Linked DNA regions of Arachis hypogaea: region 2 is linked to region 1. A link is a contact called in public Hi-C data. All regions are on one chromosome and are shown on one strand. Each heading gives the region's core, a stretch centred on a gene start, on an enhancer-like site or on the middle of the called end of the contact. The rest is flanking DNA. Distances are from core to core; before and after follow the strand shown.

Region 1 (7,647 bases), core at 3,383-5,882:
ATTATCCTTAAAATTTGGTGATTTTTTGTTAAGTATATATTTTTTTTTGTTAACAACTAATAATACTTTTAAAAAATCACAAAAAATATATACTTATAAAAAATCACCAAATTTTAAGAATAGTAATATCTCATTTTTTTAATTATGCTTGCAAAAAATCATGTCAAAATTCAATTTTTAAGACATTTTTTAGAAATATATATTTACTGTTAGATATTTTTGTCGCGTTTTTAAATTATTTAAAGGTATTTTTGTCAATAATAAAATTCAAGTGTATTTTTGTCAGCGTTTAAATAATTTAAAAGCGTTTTTGGGGTTAACCTTTATTTGTTTCTTTTATTTCCAGCATTCTAGCATTTTGTTTCTTCTTTTACTTTTACAATTGAAATTGGTTAATCTGATATGTGTTTTCAATTCATATTAAACTTTTGTTTATATCAATTTATTGTTAATAATACAAAAATTTCATTAGTTCACTACTTGCAAAGTTGATAACAATATTAAAATCAATAAATCTCGAATCGAACTTATTTTTTTAAAAGAATTGTATCTATTTTTGATATTAAAATTATTGATATAAATTTGATTCGATACCTGTATCAAAGTCGAAGAAAAATCAAGCAACATAATAACCCTATTTAGGGTAAAGAGAAAGTTGGCACCATATTCTCTACTAATTTCATGTGATGCCACAGTCTATCGTCATAGCACTCAAGTCCTTTAATTTATCTACTAAGTTTACACCGTCCAACATATGGTGCTTTTCCATTTTAATTAATTTCATACTACCATGCTTTTGTGAAGGATAATGACACATCAATGCAAATAGCCAAATAATTTACAATAATTTTCTTTATGACGACACTAGCTAGCTAGGGTGTTCTTAATTTTGTTGGATGTCTTTTGTTGGCTATTTTAATGTTAACGACATCAATGGTGTCACACATTGTCCTACATATATGGCGCTTTCACAGCATTGTTTTAATAAGTGAATTGGACTCATCCAACCAAATAAAAATTGACTCGCTATGTATAGTGATCGAATAAGACATCAAATAAATAGGGATGAATGCGGATCGAATCGAATTAGATATGACTAAAATTTCGATCTGATCCGCACTAAAATTATTAGATTGAATCAGATATAATATTTACAGTTTTTGAGTTTAAATCCGATCTGATCAAATCGAATTGGAAATTAGATATCAGATATATCCGTAAAATATAAAAATATTTTTAAAAGTTTATTTTTATTAAAAATATCAATAAAATTCATTTTTTTTATTTTTTAAATATATTTACTCTTAAAATGATATTAAATATATATTTTTTAAATAATAAATTAAAATAATACAATATATATAATAATTATTAGTTGAAATAAAATATAAAATAAATATTTATTTATTTATTTCTTTACTTTTATAAATATACGAATACTTACATAAAATGTATAATCCAATTTTATTAGATCCAATAATTTTACAGATCAAATCTATATTTATAATTTTTAAATTTAATTCAAATAAATATAATAAATATGCAAATCGAATTTAATCGATAAAAACAAATAAAGCACTTAAGGGTAGCTAAGAGGAGCAAAGGTCCGATTACTTTTTATGATTCCCATTGAGATAGTTTCGTTTCATACCACACTACATTACATTGCACTAGGTAGTCGGTGATTCAGATCCTTCGTTTCCAATTTTAATTTCATTAGATTCATTTCTCAACTTCCACGAAAAATATATTCAACTTTCCTTCCCCCCTTTTCACTCCAACCTTTTCTAGAGAAACAAATGTCACTCCTTTTTATTTATTCATTACAAAAACAAAAAAATATAAACATTATGGACGGCCAACTATCTAGGGTTGAAAATTGAAATCTATAAATTACAAACACTTTGATAATTGTTATGTTATGTGTCAAATATATTTTAAATATAATAGTCATTTGGAATATATATTTTTTGTTACGAATTATATTTTAATAAAAAAATAATATTTTAAATATATTTTATACTTAAATATTATTATGTGTCAAATTATTTTTAATTTATATTCTTTAAATAAGTGTAAAAATAGTATATATTATATTTATTAACACAAAAATTTACATTAAGTACTTTATATAATTAAAAATGTATTAAAAATAGTTAAAATATTAATTTATATTTTAACATTAATAAAATATTAAAATATTATATAATTCGTTTTAAAAAAGCTATATATTTTTTATATATGCTATGTCCCTATATCTTATAAAAAATTAAAATTTCTATATCCACGTGTTTCATGTCGTATCATATTCTATATTCGTATTATTGTTCGTACTTCATAAATTGAAATAAACGCAGTGGTTGATATTTCATTTGTAAAGAATGAGATAATTAATCTAAAATTTTATAGTTTTTTCTTATATACATAAAATAACAACTAAACACGAACCAGTCAGATTATTGGGTTACTGGTTACTAGTTCAACTGGTTAATTCAGTCCCACATAAGTAAAACATAAAATAGCAAAAAATTTAAAAATTAAATTTTAAAATACATATATTCAGTAACATTTTAATAAACATTAAGTTTCAAATTCTAAAAATAAGTAATACGAAAATAAATATAAAATTTATTAGTACTATTACATTAGTATCTCAATTTAACACAATAAAAATAACAATCTTTGGATTATATCCAAAGAGTAATTTCAAAGTCTGGATATCTTTCTTCATCTGATAAATCTGGAGCTGCATTCTGATTTGTATTTTTCACAGAATTATTATTAGCTTTATCATCATCTCGATCATCTTCCAGATTCAATTGATCTATCATTTCAATAATGTTTCACAAATCATAATTAATAATAAGGCAAAACATTTGGTTAAAGTATTACAAAATCTTCCCTAACAAAAACATACCCAAATTATCTAAAATTGATTGAAGAGACATATTTGCAAGATCATTCTTTAAAGCATGAACTTCTTCAGGAGTTAAAAATGGTGGTGAATCTTCCATTATTCATTTTAAATGATCCTCAAATGCATCAAGACAAATTGGATCATAATATTGTTTTCTCATTCGATTCCTATATTGTCAATTAACTTGATTATTCTTATTGTGACTATAAATTTAAAATAATGCCTTCAAGAAAGAGTAATAAAAAAGTACCTTTGTTGTAAGTTATAATAAACAAAAACAAGATCATTAAATTTTTTATGATCTAACCGATTCTTTTTCTTTGAGTGAATGTGTTAAAAAATGCTTCAGTTACGCTCACAACCTGAAAAACTACAACTTTTACTCAAAACACGAATAGCTAATTTTTGTAAGTTTGATGCTCCACATTTATAAGATTTTTACTATTGATCTTAACATAAAAAGGAAATAATAATCATAAAAATCAAATCATAAACATACCACAATCATAAAAGACTAATTTTAATAAAAAATTTACCAGACATCACTGTGTTTCGCTCACGTATTGCAGATTGTCTTCCAAAGTCTTGTTCAACATTCTTAAATATTCTCATCTCACTTATCAATTTATAATTCAAATTTGCATCACCATAAGTATATCTCTCAATGACATCTAGTAGGTTAGAAGTTGTTTACATGTGTTTTTTAAATTCTCCAGCATTAAATCGAAAAGCTGGATTTAACCAATAACCAGCAGTATGAAGATTTTTTCAAAGTTCTGAATCCCAGCGTGTAGCTAAAATCTTTAAATAAGGATCAACAACCGTCTTTCTTTTTTGAAACCTCTTCACCATCTCTTCCCTAACCTTATAAATAGCTTGATAAAGAAAATCTATTGCAACTCTATTTTCACTATCCACAATAGCAATACACGAACAAGTTGCTGAGTAAGCTTAACAATATCAGTACATTGATTCTAAAATTTAGAATCTAAGACTTGTTTCATAAACTTTTTAGTTTTGACTTCTCTAGTGTAAGCTGAGTTTGTCCATTCTCTAGATGTCACCATAGCTTTCAATGCATCTTTTTGAGCTAAAATACTTTGCAAAGTAATGAAATTAGTGGCAAATCGAGTTGGAGATGGACGAAGTATTTCTCGTCCGCCTGTGAACTTTCTCATCAAGTACAAAGGATGGCAATGATTATAGATATACTTCGTAATCTTCGAAGCTTGTGACATAGTTTTACTCACTTCCTCTAACTTTTCAATAACCTGAAACATCAAATTAACAAAGTGTACTGCATAAGGAGACCAAGACAATCTAGGAAACTCTGATTCCAACAACCTTCCAATAGCAACGTAATTTGCAGCATTATCCGTCACTTCATGTACAACATTTTCAGGACCAACAAATAATACAACATCCTTAAGCAACTTAAACAAAATATCAGCAATTTTCAAGACATGAGAAGCATCAACTGACTTTAGAAAAGCGATTCTTTTAGGACAATAAACCAAGAAATTAATTAAAGTATGCCTACAACGATCAATCCATCCATCGACCATGATAATACATCCAATTTGTTTCCAAATTTCACGATAATCTTCAATCATTTTCTTTACATCTTCAACCAATTTACTCAACAAATATCCACAAATTCTTCCATAATTTGGCCCTTTATACCCTGCACCTATGTTTGCAATAGTATCAATCATTGTCTAATAATAAGCTGAATTAACCGCATTAAATAGCACAGAGGCATCCATCATCCATCTCGCAATAGCAATATCACACTTCTCCACAATTTTTTTGCTTTGGAGAACACTTTTGGTAGTTTGTTGAGCTCCAGGTGTTACTGCCGATAGAAAAAAAAAAGATTGTAATCTCTTGAGTTGTTTTCTTTTCTAGAGCTAGGTGCTGGAAGCCTTGATTTTTGTTGTTGTCACATCTCATTACGTTTAATCTCATCAACTTCTCTTTCAACTTCATCACAAGAATTATAACTTTCTACATATTCTTCTTGAGTTTTCTTTTTCTTGGTTCGAAGATCTTCAATCTTTTGATTGATTTGGTGCCTCACTGCAGCTGGCACCTTTCGACATGCCTCAATATCTCCACCTTTTCCATCCAAATGATACTTAACCCGGTTAATTCCTCCACCCCTAATAAGCTTCTCGCAATAAATACATAACATAACAGTTTTTTTTTATTCACAACTTGCTTACAATGGCCGATGCAGGATCAATTTTTTATCTATTGCTATTTTTTTGGGTTCCAATTATTCCATTAGGAGTTGATTCTTGTTCATGGAAAGTTGGTGTTTCTGATGGTATATTTGATGAAACCATCCTAAATTTTTAATCTACAAGAATAATACACAACAACAATTTATTAAGAATAATATACAACATCAACCAAATATAACAACAACATATTAAATATAGCAAGAATATATTACACTATAATCAACAATATATTACACCAACAACATAAAACAAAAAATTGAACAATCTAACAGAAATCAAACAGAAATCAACAAGTTATACACTTATAATCAACCAAATATAATCAACATAGATAATCAACACCATTAATCAATTAATTTTAACTAAAGTACTAAATTATTGAAAATTTGAAATACTAAATACTTTAAAAATAAAAAAAATACACACCTTATGGCTGATGCACCGCCAACAGAGAAGAGGGAGACCAAAGAAGAAGTACAGCGCTGATGACGACGACAGGGACGACTGGACGACCGGACCGGCAAAAGGAGGACAAGGACGGACACACAACGACACAGGACAGGAGGTGATGACCCAAGATGCTCAGGGGCCACCGAGACAATGACTCTGAGTAGCAATAGCTGACGACGTCGCACCGTTCGGTGGAGATGGTGCTGGCTGTGGTCGGGTGATGCGAGAGCGAGACTGAGAGCACGGTGAGAATGAGAAGGGCTGAACGGGTCTCTCTCAATTTCAGGTCTCAGCCGTTTAGAGTTTGGGAAAAAGAAAAGGGAATGGGTTTGGGTCGTTTCGAGCTTGGATTTTTTTCAAGCTTTCAATTTTTTTTTTAATAATTGAAACGACTCCGTTTCATTTGAAGAAAAAAAAAGAGTTCGAACTAGTTTGGATTTTTTTCAAATCCACCGGTTCTTTGGTTTTCGTTAAATCTGACTGGTTCAAATCGGGTGTCGCCAATTCTTTTTTTTTATCCAGTTAGCTAGCTCACCCTAACCGGTTTTGTTGCCGATTTACCGGGTTTTCGGTTCTATCGAGCGGGTCAGTTCGATTTTGATAGTACAGATTAGCTTACTAATTCGCTTAATCAAGTGTTGGGAATTGAAATTACGCCTTATGCATGCAGTAACTCATTAATCAATGACAAATTATTAAATAGAGTTCTAATCCACAATAGATTAGTCCTTAATTTATCAGGATATTGTAGAAAAAAAAAAGCACGAACTTTGATGATTGTTTTGCAATGATGAGAATCCGAGATATCCACATATATATAGCACTTGAATTAATTTAAGGCAAAGAATCAAATATTGCTAGGTAGAATACATTTTTTCCCTGTTTCTTTTCGGTTTATTTATGTGGTGACACAGCAAGGTCAGAAAGCAATAAGCTGAGGATCCGATCCTCTTTTTATTTTCCATATAGATATTATTCCGGTTTAAAATGTAAGAGCTTTAATTTTTATTCTTTTGCAAGCTTCGGAAGAAAAATAATTTTCTCTTTTTTTTTCTTTTTATCATAGGAAGAAAAAGATTTTTCATAAGTGGGTTATTTATTGCTGGGAATCAATCCTGGTGTAGCTGTCAAAAAGGCAAATACCTTTGCCGAAAACATATAATTTTCTGTTTGAAAAGGATAATTGGGCCACATGTTGATGTTACTGAGATCCAAGTCTCTGGGGGCAGAAATGCATATTTGGGCCTCCATCAAGCCTAATGTGTTAAAAGTTGGATGATAAAAGTAGGCATTGTTCTTGGATGAATATTAGATTTCATTTTATTGGTTGATAAAAATGTAAGTTCCATGACCAAAAACATACTAAAGTTCAATTATATTCCACATGTCCTTGAGCCCATCTTCTCACTCTTTTTTCAAAACACATATTGGATTTATTTTAAAAATATATGAGATAAAATAGTATAAAAAAAAGTTAGGAAACACCCAAATCGCTTTGGACAAAAATCTGGTATTTTTGTCGAGTAGAGCGACCAATTTCTCAGGCACTTCAATGGGTGAGAATGTGAGATAGTGAATCCATAATTTTGAAGTTTTCATGTGAACGTACCGTTTTTGTTCAAGTTTTTCAGCAAATCAAGAACCAAACCAACCAAAAACAATAAGATTCGATACGGTTTGGGTTATTAAAATCTTTTACTCAACCCGATCCAAATAAGTTAGAGTCGGTTCGGATTGGACAAATTTCTTTAATCACCATTAAAAGAACACAAAATAATATAAGTAGAAGAGGAGAACTAGAGAGCATTAGTGAAAGATGAGTCTATTGCAAAATCACCGATTTCTCGTTGATCAAAATTTTATTTAAGTGTTTGTCGTTAAGCAATAGTTTCGGCATAATTGTTTTTAAAGGATAATGATGTATGTGGTCGCAATCTGCGTGTATTCGTTTTATTGGCCCAAAAAAGGAAATGTACATTCTGTTTTTGAGAGAGAATAAAAGAGGGGAATCCAATATAAGTGGTCTTAAAATGG
Region 2 (7,647 bases), core at 1,895-4,394, 110 kb before region 1:
ATGATAGTATCCCCATTGAAATAACGTGTGAAAAATTCTCTGGGCTTAGAAGCATGAAAAATACTTGCGCCAATTTTATCTTATGGTTAATTAAGAATTGGGAAGGAAATGGATGAAAAGTTTTAGGCTAAATAGATTATTGATAAGTACCAGGAAGCCTCCAACTATCATATAACGTAACTTAGTAAGAGCAAGTATGCATGTGATATACTAAGATTCTTGGCCCCTCAAAAAGTTTCGGATGTATTAACCTGTAGCAAGTTCTGCTATGGCATTAATTATAATTTATAGTGGTTGATTTGAAGTTCATTTCATTCTTTCTTTGATCATAATATCATATTTTTACATCATGCGGTGTTGACATGCAGGCTTGTCATTTTAACAACAAATATATAAGGGTTATCTTTGGAAAGTTCATAATTATGTATTTTAATTTCTCTTTTTTTCCCGGTAACATGTTTAATTATATTTTTATATTTGCAAATATAGGCTCTTGGGTACCTTGGAAAGAGCAGAGGTATACAAAGGACAAAAGACCTGGCTGTAATTCATGCTAACCTTGCAGTAGCAGCAATTGATTCCTTACCAGACAGTGATGACGAGGAAGTAAAAAAATCAAGGAGAGCCCTTGTAAATCTTACTCAAAGAATCATTGTTAGTCACTAGCTTAGCTCTTTACTTGTAACTTAAGTTACTGATATAATTGGTTGGTTAGTTGTTGTAGTAATAAGTGAAAGCTTTTCAAAGATGCTGAATTAATTACGAACATAAAAAACAAATTCACTGTCACAACTAAAATAGTCCTGAAATTAGTGTTGTGTACTAAAATTGTCCCTGATATTTCAATTGCATTAATTATGTTCTTGAGATTGACAAAAGTGCACTATATTAGTCTCTGACTCATTTTTTATTAATGACGTGATGACATGGCTTGATGATGTGGACTGTAAGTGACACGTGTCACTCCATGATTTGGCTACGTGTAATGATATGATGATGTGGTGACCAGTGACACGTGGCATGCTGATATAGATAGTTGTGTCACGTGTCCGTTTGTGCCACATGTCGCAACAGTATTCGTCTACGTGTCGTTCATTATGTCATTATTGTAGATGCATCAAATTAGTCCCTTATTTTGCATTAAGTGATTCATTTTAGTACCTGAAATTGAATGTCGTGCACCAAACTAATTTTTTCACCAATTTTTTCTTATTTTTTTCTATAAATTCAAAAAATTCTCAATATTTTTGAATGCATTAATTTTAGTTCTATTTTTTCACATGTTAATCAAATAAAAATGCTTTTATAAAATATTTTTTCTCTCGTAAATACCCTAATTACCGACTTGGAATTGACGTGAAGCCGTGAAAGCATTTCAAGCACCTTCACTACCATCTCCGGCCTCTTTTAGGCTTTTATAAAATATTTTTTCTCTTGCGGATACCCCTAACTGCCGTTTTGGAGTTGACATGAAAGCATTTCAAACTTCTTTCATTACCATCTTCGACCTCCTTCATCTAGACTGCAGAGGTCGGAGATGATAGTGAGGGTGCTTGAAGTGTCTTCAATCTAACTTATTTACACATAACAAAAACGTGCATTTCATAAGAACAAAAAAATATTTATTTTAATTATTGATTTCTTGTTAAAAAACATGTTTTTTGATGAAAAAAATGTGTCTAATCAATCATATAATTATTTTTTTATAATAATATACTTATATATTACAAAATTTACCAATATTAAATTATTAAAAAATTATATAATTAAAACTAAAATCTTAAAACTTTTTATGAAAGCACTTGTATTTAAACGATATATGAAAAAATAGAAATAAAATTAGTGCATTCAAGATATTGAAAATTTTAAATTTTAAAAAATGAGAAAAAAATTGGTAAAAGGACTAGTTTGGTGCACGACATTCAATTTCAGGGACTAAAATGAGTTACTTAATACGAAGTAAAGGACTAATTTGATGTATCTACAATGATGACATAATGGACGACACGTGGACGAATACTATTGCGACACGTGGTACAAATGGACATGTGGCCAAATAACGTGACACGTGACACAACCATTCACATCAGCATGCCACGTATCACTGGTCACCACATCATTCTACCATTACACATGATCAAATTATGGAGTGATACGTGTCACTTACAGTCTACGTCATCAAACTATGCCATCACGTCGTTAATAGAAAATGAATCAGGGACTAATATGGTACACTTTTTTTAATCTCAGAAAACGTAATTGGTGATTAGAATTTCAAAAACGATTTTAGTATACGATGTCAATCTCAAAAACCATTTTAGGGTTTGACTCCAAGAAGCATTAATGCAGAGAACAAGAAAACAGGTAATGAATGATGGCTTAAGAAACAAGAAAATATACATTAGACTTCTCAAAGCCAATGAATCCCATCATACACACCTGTGAACAGAGGCTAAGAAAAGAGTCAGAAATTAAGAATTGACTAAAAAACCAAATAACAGATAATAACAATCTATAACTAAAATATAGGAAATGATATTGTAAATAACTACACTTAACAACGAGATACTCTTAATAATAAGTTAGTTGCATTCGGTCCATTTAAAAAGTTTTAAAAGTTACCTTTTTTTAGTTTTTAATTTATGAAAAATAGTAATAGTAATGTTTAATGTAATTTTTAAAATTAAATTATAATTTTTTTTAAAATTATTTAAATATTTATAAAAAAATTAAAAAAATTACTTTTCTTAAAATAAAAAAAATTATCATAATTTTTTTTAAATAAACATTTTTAAAATTAAAAAACTAAATAAAAAATATTTAAAAGTAATATAAATATTTATTATTTAAATTACTTTTTTTTTTAAATTTAATTAAACTGTTTACCTGGCCCCAAATCAGTTACCGTCTCAGCTCACACGGCCCGGATATATATATATATATATATATACACTCCAGTGAAATGATCAATCAATATCTCATTTCATTCCCCACGTTGTGGTGATCTAACATGTTTATTTTAATATTTAAACCGGGTCTACCCCAGAAACCTAAGAACCCCTTTTCAAACACAGGTCCAATACACCCAAGTCTAGACTAGATAAGGCCCAACCGTGTTTCTTCAAAAATACAAATAAAAAATTAATTCTTTGCACCACAAGGCTTTAGCCAATAGCCAGCATGTAGATAAAGAACGCTAGTCACTAGTCAGTGAGTTTGTACTTTGTAGAATGGGTGTGATGATTCAAAGGGAAAAGAAAAGGAGATTTAACTCTATATTTTATCAAGAAGTTATTCAATTATTCATTTCTCACATGATTACAGAACTAACATTTTATAATGTTCTAGGGTATTAATAGGTATTAATGTTCTTATTAATCTATTTTTCTAATAAAATTATGAATAACTAATATTTTTACCCGTAATATTATTATAGAAATATAAATTTTTTAGAATTACAGTCTACTTTGTTCTGATAGTTATAGATTATGCATGTCATAAAAGATTTATAAAATCAAAATACTTTTACAATAAAAATTGTAGGTTGATAAAAATCTCTGATTAAAAAGATCAAGGTATATGTAGATAAAAAATTAAATAATAAAATTTTTAGTTAATATTTTTATATGAAAAATTCTAATTTTTTATTAATAATTAATTTTAACATTTGTTATCTAAAATTTAAAACAATTTAACGTGTATAATTTTATATTTAATTAGGTGTTAAGTCTGTTGCACAAATAGAAATAATTAATTTTTATACTTGCTATCTAAAAATAATATTTTTTTCTCTATGTATATAAAAATATAATTAGATATTAGCATAAAAAAATTATACTGATAGTTATAAAATTAACTCAAAATTAATTTTTTTAAAATTATATAGAGTAAAAATAGTAGAGAAAAATAGAAAAATGGAAAGAGGTAGATGAGAGAATTTAGGAAGAGAATTTATTAATTCTTTTAAAAAAATATTTTCTCTCAATTTTAATAAGAGTATCATGTGACACATTTGATTATTAAATTAGATAGTAATACACGATACATAATATAGGTATATTTCAATTTCAATTTCAATTTCAATTTTAATATTTTAATTTTAATTTTAATGCAATTAAAGAATGTCATGTTGTATATTTTGATTGTCAAATTAGTATTTTGGTTGTAAAATTAGTAAGGAAAAAGGAAGAATTCTTTAATTTTAGAAGGAAAGATTTCATTTCAATTACAATGAGAGAAGACATGTGACACATTTTGGTTGTAAAAATTAGTAAAGAGGAGAAAAAAATTTCTTAATTTTGAAAAACAAAATTTAATTTTAATTATAATAAAAAAGTGACATGTGTCACATTTTTACTCTAAAATTAGAGATATATAATAAATAATAATAATAACAATTTTGATATTAGTCAAGATGGTAGTATATTACACTAAAATTAAAATATTATTGGTTAAACTTTTGGTACCAACAAATATCTTTTATAAATTATATTATAAAAATTGTTTACTAATTCTCCTTTATATTCCTTGTAGCTGTAGATATTAATATTCTTAGTACAATCAGTTCTTTTAATCAACTCATCTTAAAAAAAAAAAAAACACTAATTTAAATATTCAATACACGACACTTTAGTGGATAAATGAGATATTGTTTAGTCTCAAATCAATTTTTTGAAAAGATCATTGAACTCGTTTATATCTGAAAGTTGGTCATTACTTATTAGAGAACACGCCCAATGTAAAATTATGAAGTTGACTATATATGAAGTGTCAATTGTTATATTAGTATGAAGCCGAATTTCTAATAATTTTATTGTATAAAAATATAATAAACTGAACAAAAATAGCCAATAATTTTAGAACCATGTTTGGAATCGCCTAGGCTGCAATTTCTAACATAATAATAATAATAATAATAATAATAATAATCATAATAATAATAATAATAATAATAATAATAATAATAATAATAATAATAATTTAATATTAAAATGTTAACTAAAAGTTATGTTTGCAGCTTAAAAGCTTCACGTAAAAGAAAACCACAAACAGAAGCATAAGGTATGTAGTTGCCAGTGACAACAAAACATAACATACATAGCACCTTACTCCTCCAACTTAGAATTGAGATCCGACACCATATAAGAAGGGATTTGTCTCTCAAAATTAAAACTTTGATTTTACTTCTTGCGGCAAATTAGTCAGTTCTTGGTTTGTCGCGTGCATCATTTTTGCGTGTTTTCAAAGACAAACACTATTAACCCGTGATGACAGTTTATTTATTATTAAACTATTCTTCCACCTTAATAAAATTTCTTCATCTATTTTTTTTTATTCCTTTATAATTTTAATATTTATCATTTACATACGTAATAAAATTATTTTTGATTTTTTGCTGTACCTGCTCCAGATTTATACTATTAATATGATAGTTACCCACATAAAAATGTTTAAGATTTGTATGCGATGATAATAACTAAAATATTGAATATATTTTATATTAAATTATTTATCGATACTTAATTATTACGTTTATATAAAAATATCTTTATATGACTTCACGTGAATAATTTGAAAACGTGGAAGATAAAATATAGTTAAATTGAAGCTTGCCAAATTAAAATTTTAAAAGTGTTTCCTTTTATTTGTCAAAATCATTTCTCATTAATACTATCATTTTCGTTTTCTAATACTAACACTTTAAATATTTAATATAGGTAACATATTTAGATACAATTGATCTAATTAATAAATTGACGATGTCGTCATCATCCAACATCTAATAATAACTTAAAAGATAAATAATTATACATGCATTTGAATGGCTGTAATTGCAATACTGGCCTGGATGGGATTTCATTAATTAAGCTCATGAGTTAAGGGAAAAAAACGATAATTAATTAAGATCATAGTCATAAGGATAAACTATAGAGCATGCATAAATAATCAAACCACTCTATTTTGTTTTTTCTTTTCATTTTGTTTACACCACTTCCAACCCTTTCATTTTGGGTCTTGATCTTTCTGGAGGCTCATCAGGAGACATAGCCTTCCTTTTGCTAATACTATTATTATTATTATTATTATTATTATTGTTAATATTATTATTGTTGCTGATGAGATTATTTTCATTGTCTGAATCTATAGAACTATTAGCAGATTCTCCTTCTTCACTTGAATTATTATCAAGTGGTTTCAGAAAATAGGGTTGAAGCTTCTTTAAATCTTCTGACTGAAGAGGTTTCAATAGAAACTCTTCTGCCCCTCCTTCCAAGCACCTACATAATAATATCAACAATATAAAAATTTCAATTAAATGGCTATTATAATTAGTTTTAAATACTACTCTGAGAAGAAAAAATTAAAAGTTGGCAAAAGTTAGAAGGCCAATTTTTTGTTATCTATCACTTGCTGCCAAATTTTTGTGGAACTTATTTTTTATAAAAAATTTTAAATATTTAAAATTTTTATTAATTTTTATATTTTTAAAGGGAAAGAAAAGGAAACTTAAAAAATAAACATTATACATATAAAATGAAAGAAAAGGAAAAAAAAAACTTACATGGTGATTCTGGAAGGTACATTTTCTGATGACATAATCACAACTGGAACATCTTTCCAAGAAGATCCCTGCAGCAGTAAGCAATGCAATGTAATGTCAACAGATCGAGAAAGAAAGGAATAAAATAAATAAACAACAAAGAAAAAAAAAGCAAAAGCCAACTTAGATCTTGAAATCTGGAACTTTTTACTTTTCCTTTTTCTTTTTTTTCCCTCTTTTTAACTGGAATTGCAGGCTTACACTATTACTTGTTAAAAATAGAAAAAATAAAGTTATGACTTATGATGATGTAAAAAAAAAAAAACAAAACAAAATTATTTATGTACTCTGCAAATTTATGACAAGAGAAAAGAATATTATACATCCTTAACTGTTGATTCATGAGTAGGGGAATGTTTAGCTTTTTTTTTAAAAAAAAAATAAAAAATAAAAAAACCACTTCTCAGTGTCAGTGTAATTCATCAAGCAAGAAAATATATTATTTTATTTTATTTTATTTTATTTAAAAAAAAGACAGAGAGAATTTCGGGAAGATGTCGGATATAATAAGGATTGTGTGTTTGACCTTGACTCGTTTAAGTAAATCATAGCCACTCATCCCAGGCATGCAATAATCCGTCATGATCAAATTCACTTTCATTCCCTGCATTCCAACAAAATGTATGTTCAAGCTTCAACATAATTAAGTTAATTAAGTTCAAATCAATGTTCAAATATGGGTGCTGATTAAGATTATTGAAGGTTCATGATGAAGATTCTAGCCAGAACACGCAATTATATAAATGCACCTAATATATATAACTTTGATCTCTTAGATATGAATATATAACTGATAATTAAGGTATGCAAATATATACAAGGGAGAATGAATTGATGAGTATATGTGAATATGAATTCTAATCATAAAGCATTTTTTATGCCTATTATGCATGCGTGGCCTAATTAAATGAATAGAATTGAAGTTGACGTGACAATGAAAAAAAAAACTAAGAAATTGCATAGAAATAAAGTAGGTTTAATTGGTTGAAGAGAAAAATTTTATGAATGATTTTAATGCAAAAATGCATACATAAACTTTTACAAAT

Evidence for each region. A called contact is a pair of places that touch in the nucleus more often than the background predicts.
Region 2: a contact with region 1 is called in a Hi-C map of an unstated tissue, with 2.8 times the contacts expected there. The contact joins the enhancer-like site here to the promoter of LOC112708329 in region 1. A contact is called at or near these places in 2 of 8 Hi-C or Micro-C datasets (leaf and an unstated tissue).

Annotation. Positions count from the first base shown.
Region 1 is chr8:10,397,065-10,404,711 of arahy.Tifrunner.gnm2.J5K5, reverse strand. LOC112708329 reads right to left here and starts at 4,632. Exons shown (of 1, transcript XM_025760504.2): 1 at 3,892-4,632. The coding sequence starts at 4,632. The coding sequence ends at 3,892. It overlaps LOC112706043 (F-box protein 7), which reads left to right and starts at 7,402. Exons shown (of 11, transcript XM_025757132.3): 1 at 7,402-7,647.
Region 2 is chr8:10,510,083-10,517,729 of arahy.Tifrunner.gnm2.J5K5, reverse strand. LOC112706047 (two-component response regulator ARR17) reads right to left here. Exons shown (of 5, transcript XM_025757136.3): 3 at 7,128-7,205; 4 at 6,563-6,630; 5 at 5,877-6,278. The coding sequence ends at 5,984. It overlaps LOC112706048 (solanesyl-diphosphate synthase 1, mitochondrial), which reads left to right. Exons shown (of 12, transcript XM_025757137.3): 12 at 490-878. The coding sequence ends at 666. Among protein-coding and RNA genes, the nearest start is that of LOC112706047, 5.2 kb to the right of the region's middle. Within about 2 kb of position 3,144, at least 3 of the 3 cell types and tissues checked have open chromatin away from gene starts, as enhancers often do.